Regions from separate parts of the Mus musculus genome. Here region 2 is linked to region 1. Evidence: chromatin contacts called from public Hi-C data. All regions are on one chromosome and are shown on one strand. The core of a region is the stretch at or near the end of the contact, and the rest is flanking DNA. Distances in the headings are between cores, read along the strand shown.

Evidence for each region. Hi-C and Micro-C count contacts between places; a contact is called where the count stands out from the background.
Region 2: a Hi-C map of neural progenitor cells shows a contact between it and region 1, with 3 times the contacts expected there. The contact joins two enhancer-like sites. A contact is called at or near these places in 5 of 484 Hi-C or Micro-C datasets (cerebellar granule neurons, cerebral cortex, cortical neurons and 2 more).

Annotation. Positions count from the first base shown.
Region 1 is chr2:123,311,151-123,313,661 of GRCm38.p6, forward strand. No RefSeq gene overlaps it. Among named protein-coding and RNA genes, the nearest start is that of Gm34430, 380 kb to the left of the region's middle. Within about 2 kb of position 1,256, at least 14 of the 459 cell types and tissues checked have an H3K27ac peak or open chromatin away from gene starts, as enhancers often do. A contact at or near this core is called in neural progenitor cells, where this site is marked.
Region 2 is chr2:123,472,729-123,475,239 of GRCm38.p6, forward strand. No RefSeq gene overlaps it. Among named protein-coding and RNA genes, the nearest start is that of Gm39919, 320 kb to the right of the region's middle. Within about 2 kb of position 1,258, at least 9 of the 459 cell types and tissues checked have an H3K27ac peak or open chromatin away from gene starts, as enhancers often do. A contact at or near this core is called in neural progenitor cells, where this site is marked.

The sequences.
Region 1 (2,511 bases), core at 6-2,505:
GCTGCTACTTAGAGGAAATACCCTTGGCAAGTATTACTGAACCCCCACTGTGAATAAGCATGCAATGTATTATCCACTGCCTTTTCTGGGTTACACAGAAGTAGAAGAAAGATGAGAGGCAATCTAGGTTAGTGAGGTGGAGAATTTAACCCAATGTTTTGATGCAAAGACAATGATGCTATGATGAATGCAACCTACTGTACACAACTAAGGAACCAAGAGTTGGTGACAGGGCTTGGGCAGGAGAGTGCTACTGCTGAACAGATAAGATCAGAGTTGAGGACAGACATGAGTTTTCATGCAGTTTGGACATGGCAGATACAACATTAGCAGGACAAGCCAATTGGAGCACAAAGCTGGGTGGACAAGCCAGCTGAAGAATGCAGCTATGTAACGTGCATTCTTGCCTGTTTGTCTCACCCATCCAAACTTCCAACATCTATGTCTGCTCCACAGAAGTAGCTGACTGAGGAGAGGAGTATACAGCTTGCAGAGCATGACATTAAGAGAGACGCCTTCCCTGAGTGGACAGAGTGGAAGGGCATCACACAGACAGGGCTTTTTGTCCTCTGTGCACCAGTGTGAAGATTTAATGCTAAGCACAGAGGCAGTCTGAACAGTGTAGAATAGGGTTGCTTGAAGTCCACGAACTGCTCAGCAAACACTAGACACAAAGCAAGATCTCTTTTTGTTCTGGGTTTTTCTGGGGGATGGTTCGTGAAAACTGGTTAGCTTTTTTTTTTTTCTTAACAAATCTAATATGACCAGCCTTCTGTAATATGTGAGCTTCACATATTACATATTCACTTCATAGCATGCCTATGCCTTATGTACAGCCCAACAGAGGCACTCTTCATATTCGTTGGAATCACCAGGAATGCTGCTGAAATATAAGCCATTAGGACCACCCTAAGACATTTATATTCTTCTGAACTAGTGTGGAGCCCAGGGAACAAGATCTCTTGAAATCCTTCCGGCTAGGCTACAGGCACTGGTTAGCCAAATGGGCTTTTCTTTCATCTTTAAAACATGCCCCAGAGTTCCCCTCCTTTGTGCTTTTATGAATTTCAAGGTTAGAAGCAAAATTCTGTTATGGATGTTCGTCATCTGTATTTGAAAGAAAATAGTAAAAAACGTTGGTAGACGTCTAGTTGGCCGTGCTAGTTTGATCTGCAGGCTCCACAAAGGTGTTGCATCCCTGGAGTCCGTTAGGATCAGTCAAGGGCAGATATGAACGCTGTACTAACAGATACCATGAGAGGGCAGCAGAGAGCTGGCAAGATTTTCTCTACAGGGCAGGGAAATCTGGCTAGGCCGGATGGAGAATTCTTGGCAGATGCAGGAGGAGGAAATGTTTGAACCTTTATGGGGAGCAAAGGATGTAGTTATCTTTGCTCCATAAATATCTTAAATCGGAGTCATTACTCAATTGATAAACTGAGATCAGTGGAGGACTGAACACGGTGGGGTCAGTTTTAAACAGGAGCAATGGACTTATGCTCTGAGATATTGGCGAAAACCTCAAACAGCAAGCCAGTTTGTGAGATGAAGCTGGGTCTTATAACTACTCATGAGACCCATAACCTGAAGAGTCTTTTGCCTAGATTCAAACCCAAATCAAGAGAAAAAAAAATCTTTATCTAAAAGTTGAGCAAGTCTTTGCAACCTAAAAAAACACATGTGAACAGGGTATGGAAAGGAACAGATGAGAGCCAGGATTGCACCGGTGGCTGCTGACATCACTGACAAAGTCTCTATAAAGCTAGTGCCTTCCCCATCGGGAATAGCCATTAGAAGCTCGAGGCAGACACAGGGGTGGTATGTGGCTTGAGGCACACGGGACCTCCTTACTAGATAAACTCAGAACCAGAAATGTAAACTACAGAGATAGCACCACACCCAGAGAGACTATTTCAAGGTAAGCTGGCAAAAGTTTGAGAATTGCACACTGCTTTGTTGCTGGTAGTGTGGGCTTGGTGCTACCTTAGACTGACATTTCCAGATTGTTCCCTGACATCTTGCTGGTGTAGGTGCAGACCTGAGCCTCCACCTCACTTGGGAGCTTATTACAGTGTTGAATCCTTGGGTCCTGCCTCAGACCTACAGAATCAGAATTTGCATTTTAACAAGATCCCCAGGTGATTCATATGCATATTATGCATATTAAAATTTGAAAAGTCCTCTGCTAGAATCCAGTCTGGATAGGATCTGATGCCACTGATGTTATCGAAGATTAATAAGGACACTTTGGAACAGGGAGATAGACATGCTTCAGTAACATTAAGTAGGTATGTTACTAATGTGTATATTTGGGGTATTTTGTTGTTGCTATATCCTATTTTGTTTCTCATAGTTACATACAACATTGACAAACATCTTTTTTCAGAGACCCAGTAGTAGGGAAAGCTGTGTCCTATTTCAGTTTGAAGGAACATGTGGATCAAAATTGGCGTTATTCAAAAAGGATACATGATTTGTTGGAGGTTGTCACTTCTGTGTGCTGACTCCTAT
Region 2 (2,511 bases), core at 8-2,507, 160 kb after region 1:
ACTCCCCATATTGCTTTGATACGTCAGCCAGAGATAAAATAAGTTACTCTCTAGCATTCCCTTTTACCGGTATGAAAATAAAAGAACAAATTGACTGAGGGAACAAAGCAGACATGGCCACCTTTGATCTTTGACTTTCTTGTAGGAAATCACATTTTCACATTTACTGTGTTTTCCTATTATCGCTCGCGTTCTGCTCTCAGCGAGCATGCACCAGCGGTATTCTTTGAAGTTCATAATTTCACAGCAGTTACACCCAGGAACTTCTGAAAGAGGTCAATATAGATCGGCCTGGATGCTATTATCTGTGAGGCTAAAAGTGGTTTGATGCTAATGTCGAGCAGGTAAGAGGCACAGGGGAGCCAATGGTGAAGATTATAAAAAGTAGCTTAATTCTGTAAGAAGACTGTCCTCTTACAAGCAATATATTGGTAATTTTATAATAACATATATAACACAGAAGCTTTGTTTAAGATAAATTTTAAGCACACCATACTTTCTACATTAAAACCAATATTTAAAATTACTCCCTGGGATGTTTTATGAATAATCAACTAGGAGATCATCGCTCGATTGGGCCTGTGTGTATTTCAGTGCAATGCCCTTCTTTATTATTAGTTTTGAAGGTGGGCTTTTGATACAAAAAGGGTCCTGAGATCTTAACCACCTTGGGCATGTCTATGCTGACCTGACCATTTCCAAAGCATGAAACTCCCAGTACTGAAATGCACCGAGCATGGAAGGCCCCCCTTGGAAGTTGTTAAGTTTGCTTAATCAGCATTTATAAATAGTTCTGCTTCTGTGCAGAGCTGGTGCTAAATGAGAAACAAATAAGCAAAAAGATGGATGAAATACAGCAATTAGATGCATAAAGAAACGACGTTTTTGCAGTTTAAACTTTGCTTTTAACTGTAAGCATTAGAATCTTGAGTTGGTTATGATTGTAATGCTGCGTTGGGAAGAAAATATCAAATACAAAGTGATCCCCAACCTCTTACTATGTGTCTGTGGCTAGTCATCTATGGAATGCTTAAAATGCAAGTTGTATAGACACTTTAAAAGAGAATTCATTGTGCCAAAATTGACAGAGGGCAGGAGAAAACTTACAAGCTGTCCTGTGGCCAATTCAAAAAAGTAATTAATTGCAGCTACTGTTTTGCAGCAAGCTGGGGAAATGTCACCAAATACAGAAATCTCCAGAAGGAATGACAAGCCCTTCCTGTGAGTCCCTCAGCCTAAACCAAAATGACACGGCCACATTGTGACTGCTGTAGGTAATGAGACTCTGTAAGATTATTATAAATAGGCTGTATAATTAATGCTGTACAGTTCAGTGAGCATTTTGTGGTTTTTTTTTTTTGAATTTGGAGTATGCCCCAATGGCTCAACAAAACAGTCACTGTCCCTAAATCAGGCAAACTTTCTTTGGCTTCAGAAACTGCTGCCAAATGCTCTGACTGTCAATTACTTCTAAAGACAAACGTTAAAAAGAATTAATGCATTAGCTCTAAGGAAAGGCATTTCCTAGAATAGAGTCCTACCAGGTGCTGAGAGATACCACTCACTCAAAGTACACATCTCATTTCATTTGCATAGGAGAGCTACTAGTACTCTTTTTCATAAAGGAGAAACTGAGGCTTGGGGAGGGAACTTGACTAGTGGCTGTAGACTGCATGTTCTATTTGAACTTGGGTTTGCATCATTAAACTGACCTCTGAGAGGCTCCATCCAAGCAGCCTACTGAAAATGATACAGAGATCCACAGCCAAACATTGTTCAGAGCTCAGCAAGTGTTGTGGAAAAGTTGGGCTTAGGACTGAGGGACCCAGAGGGAATAGGAACTCCACAGGAAGACCAACAGAGTCAACTAACCTGGACTTCCAGACATTGAACCATTGACCAAAGAGCATACACGGGCTAGACTTAGCCCCTCCCCACATATGTAGCAGATGTGCAGCTTGATCTTCATGTGGCTCCCCAACAATTGAAGTGGGGGCTGTTCTTGAATCTGTTGCCGGTCTGTGGATGCTGTTCCCCTAATTGAGCTGCCTTTTTGATCTCATTGGGAAAGGATGTGCCTAGTCCTGAGGAGACTTGATGTGCCAGAGTGGCATGATTCTCAGGGAATGCCTCCCACTTCTCAGAGGAGAAGGGGAAGGAAGATGAGGGAAGGAGCTGTGTGTGTGTGGGGGGGGGGAGCAGGAGGAGGAAGGAGGCTATGATCAGGATGTAAAAACTGTAAAAATGAATAATAAATAAAGTAATGAAGAAATCTTAGTTTTCTTAATTTTGCCATTCTTTTTGTCCTATTTCCCACAGTGTATGGAAGCATCATAGTGATTTTTTTTCTTTTGTGGTTGTTTTTGGGGTGACATTTCTATGACTTCAATGAAACACATGTATCCACTATGAAGAGACAGGGGAAGGCAGGCACTACCAAAGGCAGCACATGTTGATATGAGATATTATTAATGGATGAGAGTCAGGCACCATCCATCACTCTGTGTTTGC